Linked DNA regions of Mus musculus: all the other regions are linked to region 1. The links are chromatin contacts, called in public Hi-C maps. All regions are on one chromosome and are shown on one strand. The core of a region is the stretch at or near the end of the contact, and the rest is flanking DNA. Distances in the headings are between cores, read along the strand shown.

Evidence for each region. Hi-C and Micro-C count contacts between places; a contact is called where the count stands out from the background.
Region 2: a contact with region 1 is called in a Hi-C map of cerebral cortex, with 2.3 times the contacts expected there. The contact joins two enhancer-like sites. A contact is called at or near these places in 1 of 484 Hi-C or Micro-C datasets (cerebral cortex), 1 of 115 datasets of contacts at active chromatin or transcription factors (memory CD8 T cells) and 1 of 9 other capture datasets (embryonic stem cells).
Region 3: a Hi-C map of rod photoreceptor shows a contact between it and region 1, with 2.4 times the contacts expected there. The contact joins two enhancer-like sites. A contact is called at or near these places in 2 of 484 Hi-C or Micro-C datasets (embryonic fibroblasts and rod photoreceptor), 2 of 115 datasets of contacts at active chromatin or transcription factors (bone marrow-derived macrophages and memory CD8 T cells) and 1 of 9 other capture datasets (embryonic stem cells).

Annotation. Positions count from the first base shown.
Region 1 is chr10:118,639,437-118,642,613 of GRCm38.p6, forward strand. No RefSeq gene overlaps it. Among named protein-coding and RNA genes, the nearest start is that of Gm33337, 75 kb to the right of the region's middle. Within about 2 kb of position 1,830, at least 42 of the 459 cell types and tissues checked have an H3K27ac peak or open chromatin away from gene starts, as enhancers often do. A contact at or near this core is called in cerebral cortex and rod photoreceptor, where this site is marked.
Region 2 is chr10:118,780,760-118,783,731 of GRCm38.p6, forward strand. All of the region lies in intron 1 of Gm33439 (a long non-coding RNA gene), which reads left to right. Among named protein-coding and RNA genes, the nearest start is that of Gm33481, 10 kb to the right of the region's middle. Within about 2 kb of position 1,367, at least 36 of the 459 cell types and tissues checked have an H3K27ac peak or open chromatin away from gene starts, as enhancers often do. A contact at or near this core is called in cerebral cortex, where this site is marked.
Region 3 is chr10:118,803,748-118,807,109 of GRCm38.p6, forward strand. No RefSeq gene overlaps it. Among named protein-coding and RNA genes, the nearest start is that of Gm33481, 13 kb to the left of the region's middle. Within about 2 kb of position 1,569, at least 94 of the 459 cell types and tissues checked have an H3K27ac peak or open chromatin away from gene starts, as enhancers often do. A contact at or near this core is called in rod photoreceptor, where this site is marked.

The sequences.
Region 1 (3,177 bases), core at 580-3,079:
CACACACACACACACGAGGGTCCACATGAATAGGCCTGGAATTAGAAAAGGTTTCTTCATCTCAGAACACATGAACATAGTAGGTATTCTCTATTACAACTATCTTGCTTTATGCTGTCAGAAATGGGCATTCAAAGGCATAAATACGTAACCTATCTAAAGTAATTTCATTAGTGACAAAGTTAAGGCTAAAATTGAGTTTCTGGGTTCCCTGTCCTGGGCTCTAGATCTCTCTCTTTCTCCCTGTCCCGATCCCTGTCCCTCTCCTTTTCCCCCCTCCCCTTTCTCTCCCTTCTTAGTTTCTCCCTTTCTCCCTTTCCCCCTTTTCTTCCTCCTCTTCTTTCCCTCTCCCCTTCCCCCTTTCTTCCCCCTCCGGCTTCACCTTCATCTTTATCTCCACCTCTGTTTCCCTCTTCGTGCGTGTGTGTGTGTGTGTGTGTGTGTGTGTGTGTGTGTGTGTTTGCTTTTGAGTGATAGCCCAGTATGGCCTGCAACTTACTATGTAGCTCACGCTGATTTCAAACTCCCAGGGATCCTCCTGCCTCAGCCTTTTGAGTGCTAGGATTACAGACATAACAGGACCCTCTACTCTAAACCACGTTGCTTTTATGGCCAGGTATAATCCACCAACTGGAGAATAACAAAGAAAAAAATTGCTTTCCTTCTAGTCACCCTCCCCTCCCCCTCTGCAACCTTCAAATGTGGGAAAGCTGTTATCCTAGGCTATGCCAAAAAAGGGGTGGGGGAAGCCACCATACAAGTCTCTCAAGACAGGCAGCCAGCAGGCAGGGCCTTGCCTTGACTAATGAGATGGCATTTCACTTGGTACCTTGGCCCACGCCCTTGCTTTTTCCAGAATGCGCGTCTGCTGAGAGCACCTGCTTGGAGCCCTTCCTCCATCAGCCACTGCACACAGTTCTAAATAAGTCAACCTTGGGTCGCCAAGAAGCCATCACAGCTTCTTGCCTACTAAGACAAAAAGCAACAGCTGGGTGACAAAAATATAACCCCTGTCACTTTTCCAAACAGCATAAGACCTGGCCAGAAGGGACCCTGAGTGAGATCTGGGGCATGCTGTCATTCACAGCTGCTGCCTGGGGTGACATTTTTCCTCCCTGGTGTTTTGAGTGGCAGAGGTTGGGATCATTTTCCGATGTTGCTTTTCTTCCTGGGGACTTCTTTGTTCACGTGCCACTGGGCATTCACCCCCTCTGGTCTGAAGTGTTTACATATAGCACGGGTGTGAAGTTCACTTTGGGGACAAATCCTGAAGCCACTTATTTATTTCTGCTAGAGGGGGAGCTGAGGTTTCTCCCACAGAAAAGCAAAACCAAGAACCAAGCTTCTGAGTTGCATCTGTTTTCTTTTCTGGAAACCACCCGCTTGCCCAATTTGGTTGCTGCCTCTTTTTTTTTTTTTCCAAGTGGGTCTATACAAAAGTCTGAATTACTCTCGCAGAGAAATAGCGTTAGCCAAGAAGCCACTCCGATTTGAATTTCTTTTCCTGGCATTCTCTCTCTCCCGCCACTTCCGATTTGATTTCCCACTTACACAAAATAATTATGGGGCAAAATGGATTATGAATTTCCTTAACAAGAGGCAGAATTGAATCGTTAGTAGAAAAAGAGAAAAAACCATCTGACGGCTGTCCACGTTCATTTTGATACTGTGAATCAGATGAACAGAAGCAGGCGTGTGTGTCTTTTAAGTAAACAGCCTGTGTTCAGAAGGGACCTTGGTGCTGGGGATGAAATAAAGGCTCGGGCTGGATGAGCTTCATAATCAGCCCAGCCTCTGCTGCCATCTGTCAGGGCTGGGCTCCTCTCCCTCCGGGCTGCAGCTCCTGGGGCCCAGCTGACAGAAGGGCATCATTATCTGGCTTGTGGGCTAGGTCATACCACCCAGACAGGTCACCTTGTGTCTTTGGGGTGTTTTGTCCCCCTCCCAAATTGAATCTTGAGACTAGGTAATTGAATTTTCATGCTAAGATTAAATGGTGATAGCATGCAATGTGTCCACTCCCTTCTGGTGGCCAAGTAGGCTTGTTAAAGTAGCAGGGATAGGATCCAGGTAGCTCTTCCTTCAGTCTTCAGGGGATCAGAAGCAGGGAACCCTGCCTGGGCACAGACCACAGAAATGCAAAGGTCTCAGAGATGTTCCCTGCCTTTACAGAGCCTGGGCACACATAGCAGACTGGAGCCCCTGAGCTTTGTGAAGCAGTGCAGTGGAAAAGGTACTAGCTGAGAATCAAATCAGATCCTCAGAGAAAGATGACACGATGCATGCGCGCACACACACACACACACACACACACACACACACACATACACACACATACACACATAGGCATACACACATATACACACATACACACACATGCACACACACACACATATACACACATATGCATACATGCATATACACACACATACACACATATACATGCATACACATACACACGTAATACACACACACATACATACACACACATATACACATATACACACACAGATACAGACACATACACACAAATACACACATATACACACATATATGTACATACACATACACACATGCACAGACATATACATACATACACACATACATATATACACACACATATACATACACACATACACACACATACTCATATATACACACATACACACACAGACAGACACACACATACACATACAGACACATACACACACATGCACATACACACACACACGTGCACATACACACACACACGTGCACATACACACACACAGACACACACAAACGTGTGCACAGTGAGTGATAGAGAGCCTTTACAGAGCTTGCATTCAAAGCAGAGGTGGATCTTGGGAGCTTTGTGATTGCAGTGCCGTGGAATATTCTTAGTGGAATCACAAGGAGAGAGTCCACATTCTGGAGAGCAGTGACATTACACATGCTCAAAGAAGGGACAAACTATGAGTATCTCTTTGGCACCCTGCACTGTCCTAGCTACCCCCTGCACTGCACACACACACACCCCGCCCCCTGCCCTGCACCTTGTCACAACTCTGAAAATCAATTCTGTGTGTCAGTACCTTGTTCAGTTACTTCCAGCCTTCTTTCATGGCACCCTACAGAACTTTCTACTGCACTGTAATCCATATTGCAGCTCACATGTTTTCTCCTTTCTCTGGGGAT
Region 2 (2,972 bases), core at 117-2,616, 140 kb after region 1:
GGTAACATGCAGAGTGTCACTTCTCAACGATCAGTGAATATTTCACAAATCCTTGCACATTCCTCGTTATTTAATCCACTCGGCAATTCCCCATTCTGCAGATGCATAAACTAAGGCTTAGGGTTAAGAAGTGTCTTTTTTGTCTTGAGCTGTTGTAAAATATTATGGCAAAAGCAGCTTATGGGACAAAAGTCTTATTGTGGCTTGTGGTCAGGCACGGATGGTCGTGGACAGGAAGTTGAGGCCATAGGAGCCTGAAGTACCTGGTCACACACATTTACAACCTGGAAACAGAGAGGACACGTGTGCTCAGCTCACTCTCCCCATCGGAGACAGTGTAGAGTCCCCTGCTTAAGGGAAGGCCCTGCCCACAATTATGATGCTTCTTCCTGCATCAACTAAGGTAATCGAGAACGTCTCCCACAAGCATAGCTAGAGGCCCATCTCCTCCACAACCCCATGTTCCGCCAATTTGACAGCTCACACCAACCATCACACAAGGCTTGTCCACCTCTACCTGCTAAAGCTGGACCAGATCTGGATGTATATTGGAGCCCAAATATGCCTAATTCCAGAGTCTATCCTTTAAGGCCACCTAGCTCCCCTAGTGTTGACATCAGAATACAACTGAGCTGTACATCTGCAACAGTCTTACTTAGTTGTCTATAGGAACAAAAAGATAGCAATAATTGAGAGAAACCGCTTATATCTTGAGACCCATTGTGTATAATTTTGGCAGTTTATTAAAATATGTAAGTATTACAAACATATTACATTTTACATGTGTATTTAACATACTTTTTTTTCCGTGTTACAGGTTCGGGTTTTTGTCAAATTTTAATGTTGCCCTTGGTGTCTGTCCTTGGGAAGGTTGCTTCCGGCATCCAGCCGCTTTCATTTTTCTTACGCGTGATGGTGGCAACAATGGAATTTATTCCACTAGCTGGTTATTGTGGCAATTAAAGGAGATAATTCTCTGAAGTGTGATAAAATTATAAATAATTTTACCAGCTGGTACCAGAGTTATACTAAGAGACGAAACTGTGTAGGAAGCTAATTTGCAGGCTGTTTGGGCTGGGTTTGGGAAGCAGGCATGGAACAAAGTGAGCTAACGATGGGAATGATAAACTTGTGCGCCGGGCACAAGGAGCAATATGCGCAGCCTGAGGGAAGCAGAGACAGGAAAAGAGGAAAAGGAATAGGAAGGGAGAGAAGAGAGCAGAGCTTGCAGCAAATAGGTGTCCACAGAAGAAATTCCAGGAGAGTGGAGACCAGAGAATTTCAGCCCAGCCACGGGCGTCTGTCATCCACCCACTCTTGGCTCTTCTGTCTTTCTGTGGCACGCAGCCTCTGCACTGCTCCAGAAAAATATGTTACAGCATCAGTGAGTGGCTGTTAGAGGAAGAACAAAGGAAGGGGCGGGCCGTCTCCAGATCTGTGTTGGTATAAATCAGAGGGCAGCAGCGCAGCAGCCACGGGTGAAGGAGTGAGATAAATACATAAGTGTCCCATAACACACAGAACTCTGAGGAGGACCTTATCCATCTCAATCACATCTTAAAGATTATCTTGATTACGTACTTATCCATTCAATCAACATTAATTGAGTGTTTACTACGTCCCAGGATAGCTTACATCAGTGAGCTTAAGTCAATCTTTCTGTTCCTGAACTGTACTTTTTGGTTTGGCAATATAGCAAGGGCAGAGGAAGGACAGACAAGAAGTGAGGAGAGAATGAGCAATATAGCTACGGGTAGCAGAGTGTGCAGCATGAGTCTTTCAGTGTTGCCGACATGGGTGGACGTGAGGCGCTAACTTAGGAGGCCAGACAGGGCTTTGCTCCGAAGCTCTCTTGATCCAAAGACAGTAAGAAGAAGGCAGGTGCTATTTGATGGAGAGTATAGCATCAGTCAGCACCCTGACAGGCAGACAGACGCAGAGGTGGGAGACAGCATAAATAAACAAGATGGGACTCTTTCCCTTTGCCTTCAGCCGGGACAAGGACCTAGCAGATGTCCATCTCGCCACCTGAGGGCTTTCCAACTGACCTGCCAGGACCGTGGCTGTGAGCCAATCTGCCCACTTTTCTTTGTCTAACCTGACCAATCAGAAATGATGGGAGGAGGCTGCATCCTAGTCCACTTGAAACCCCTAGCTCACCCGGGTGGGGTGGGGTGGGGTGGGGGTAGGGGAATGAATTTCGGCTTCTGGGTCCTCTAGTTTTGTGTATGTGTGTGTGTAGTGGTGTTGTGGTGTGTGTGTGTTCATTTTTAGTTGCTGAGAAAATGAACCAACCGTATCAAGACCACTAGACAGGTAACACAGATAATTTGTTGATATTGGGTGATTTATTCCAACAGAGAGACAGCAGGACTGAGTATGAGCAGGAAACCAGATGACAGAGGGCTAGGGAGAAAGAGGTTCCCTTGGGGCTTTGGGACAATCTAATACCAGGAAGTAGCTGGCCTGAAAAAATGGTGAGTTTCTCCTCTAATCCTAGGCACTTAGGGGTCAGGAAGCAAGGTGACCGCAGAGCTGTGCCTTTCTGAGGCCATCAGGACCCATCTCTCCCAGGCTTCTGTCCTGGCTTCGGCTGCTTGGCCTGTAATCTCTGTGGTTGTTTTGTTTGTAGTCATATTTGCAGGCTTATCCCTCCAACCATCTTCTATCCTCACATGACCTTCTCGGTCTCATTACAAGAGCTTCCCTGGGGAATGTCAGTCCTGCCCAAATTTTCTCCGTAATAGGGATAGCAGTGAGATTGAATTGAATTAGGACCCATCCCAATGGTTTCCTTTATATTTGATTCTCTCTCTAAAGACTATTTCCAGCTATTACCACTTTCTGATGAACGCTCTGCGGTCCTGAAACTCACCGTGTAGACCAGGCTAGCCCCAAACTCTGCCTGCCTCCACCTCCCTAGTGCTAACATTAAATGCATGTGTCACCACACTTGGCCTCTAAATTCCAAG
Region 3 (3,362 bases), core at 319-2,818, 160 kb after region 1:
ACATCAAGCCGGAGTAAAAAAGAGCAAGAACAAGAGACGGAAAAACAAACGGTAGAGCATCGGATCAGACACAGCAACCAGCAGAAACTGATTAGGGAGGCCCTGGGGGACCCCAGCACAGCTGGAGCGTGTGGACTGAGGGTCCCACGCCAAACTCCTGAGCAAAGCTTCCAAGTAAAAGGACAAATATCATCGGCCGAGGGCCCACGAAGATCCTCAGAAACACACTCAGGAAGGTTGGGTCAATCAACTGACATTCCGGATCAAGCTTTCTGTCTATGGCGGAGCCTCTGAGGCAGAGGTACCTCTTGCCCACTGCAAACAGTTGCATATCACGTGATACGTGATAAAGTCCGGTGGTTGCTCTCAAGAGCGGGTTTTACGGTTGTGCTGGTTTGCTGTTCTTTTCTTCTTGTCACAGAGTTGGGAGGCCATTCCATCCCCAGACAAGGGGCCTGGAAGGACAATCTGAGACAAACATGATGAGGGTGAGGTGTTGCGAGTCGGGGGAGGTTCCTATTTCCAGACGCAGCTTCTCAATGAGCTCAAAGAAAGCGCGACAATTTACCAATCTTTGCGTCTGAATCAACTTCTCGCCCCAGCAGTGTGGCAGAATCCGGACCCAGCTGTCCAGTCTCCTCCATACTATACTCCATAAATAGCAAAAGCCTCCCCAGTTTCACTTTGCACACGTTAGCATGATCCCTCCTTGAACCTTCTTGTTAACGTGACTGTCATCTCTTCTGTGGATTCCCTCTGTTGTCACCCTAAGAGAAATTGCTTTCACACCAAAGGCAGGTTAAAGCAAATGCTGGCTTTGTTAGAAATGGGGGTAAAGGGAGCCCCACACACCCCCATCCTCTACAAGGCATTTCCAAGACAGTGCACACCAGGGTCTAGTCTCCACAGGGTGTGTCTTTAGACAGGTCTGGGTGGGGAGTGTGGCCTGCTGTTCTTTTACAAGGGTCAAAGTCTGCCTTGTGGCATTGTGTACAGAAAGGAGGAAGTTTGCACAAAGTGGCCCAGCTGATTCCGCGGAGTCCTTTCCCCCCTCCCCTCTGAGTCACCGGGGAGTCCTGCAAGGTTTTCACAGTTTCCAGCTGAGCAAGCCGAAGAGTCACAAGGCAGATGCTGGAGTGGCCAGTGGAAAATGTGTGAACTTGGGCTGCAAACCACCTGAGGTCTAAAGCACACTCACAAAACGAAAACATGATACTCACTTCTCCTGGTCATTTGTGGGGGACGAGGAGTGGAGGGGGGTGCTGCAGACGCAATGTGCATTGTCTGTCTGCCATAAGCACTTGCTCTGACTCCTCTCCGTCCATAGTCTTGATTGAAGGGAACCCTTTGAGCTTTGCCCTTGGAATAGAAGCCAGCCCCCTTAAGTCCCGTGCACCTCCCATCTCTGTCTCCCCTACCCCCTCCCACACACCCCACTTCTAAATCAGCTCCTTGTCCTACCCAGCCACGCTCAGGGTTCTCTTCTTTCCCGTGGCCCCTCATCCTCAGATCATCGCTGCGTCTACTTGCCCATGACTTAGCCCATGCTCCTCCAGGGAGCTTTGCAGTCCAGCCTGATGCCCTAATTCATGCGGGATTTGCTCTAAGCTTCATTTGGAACTGAGTTGACCTAACACAGTGGCGTTTGCGCTAACAGGGATGAAAGTTAGGAACCTACCTCACAGGCTCGCATGTCTGCCGTCTGCCTGTGTTTCCTTTCTTATTGCTGTGGCAAAGGACCTGACAGAATTAAGGAATTCTCTGCTTTGTTGTTGCTGCTGTTGTTGTTGTTGTAGTTTGCAAGTGTGGTCCATTAGGGCAGAGAGGACAGAGCAGTAGAAGCACGAGGCCGAAGGAAACAGAAAGAATTTCTATTACTCAACTCGCTTTCCCCTTTCTCCTTCAATCCGGGATGCCAACCCAAGAAATTGTGCCTCCTGCAATTAGGGTCTTTCCCACCTCTGTCAGCAGAATATAGAAACTCGCTCACTAACATGGCCTAAGCGCTCTCCTAGGCAAGTCTAGTCCAGTCAAGTTGACAGTCACTATCAGCCATCCCAGCCCCCCAGTTCAGTTTCTAGTAAAGACACATTGACTGGACTTGAAAAGCAAGGTAAATCAAGTTTCTCACATCTGCTGATTGCTACCGAGAAACCGCTTCCTGTGAGGATTCAGGTAGAACTCTGGAATCTGCTGGTGTTGTGTAGCTGGCGGCTGGCTCTAAAACAGCACAGCGGATCCTTAGCTCCTGTATTCATATCCTGACATGAGCCTCCCTCCTAAGGGAGGAGTGGGGGTGTGAGGAACATTGTACAGTAGGCGTGAGTTGCTGTGGCCTCAGTCATTCTTTCCTTAGGACTATCTAGCCTGACTGGAGTCACTATCTATAACTTAAATACCCTCAAATGGCTGAGGAGCCCAGTCAAGAGCTTGACTGCAATTTCAAAGGCAGTCCTGAGCCGGAACAACTCTGCTAAGCTGCTCCCACATCTTTGATCCTCAGAAACCATCTAAAGACGAATGTCTTAAGTGGCGAATTTTCTGGAAACTTTCATGAAACAACAGAGTAATTAATATACCTTCTCTACTCCTCGTTGCTACTCACCATCTCTTCATGCAGGGATGCCCGTCACTCTCAGACATATGAATTCCTTCTGAGATAAACCAACCTTATTGTCATTGAAAACTAATTACACAGTCTTTATAATTAATTAAAGGCTGGATGTATAGCTCAGTGGTAAAGCATTTGTGTGAGGTCCCATGGGATAAACTGATTTTTCTTTTCTCTCCTAAAGATACACCAACAAAACCAGTCCTCTATCTTTCCTGAATAAGAGTATCATGTTTGGGGCCCGAGAGGTGGGTCAGTAGTTAAGAGCACTGATTGCTCTTCCAGAGGTCCTGAATTCCCAGCAACCACATGGTGGCTCACAACCATCTGTAATGGAATCTGATGCCCTTTTCTGATGTGTCTGAGACAGCTATAGTGTACTCATATAAATAAAATTAACAAATAAGTCTTTTTTTAAAAAGGAGCATCGGGTGTGATTATAATGAAAACAGAATATAAAATAGACCTGCGTTTGCCTATCTGGAAAGCCTAAAATTTTAGTAAGATACACTAAGATAAAACTGGATCAGGTTCTTTGAAGGTCACACAAACCATAATCAAGGTCAAATACCCTTAGCTCACACAAACCATAATCATGAAATAAGTCACCCTGTAGGGAAGATAACACCAAAGAGATGTTCTTTTGTGGTAGATTGATAAATCCTGTAGCTCCCCTCTCAGCATTGACTGACACATGCTGCAGTTCATACCGCTAATGACAGCCCATGGTGTGCCAGGTTCTGATATTAGG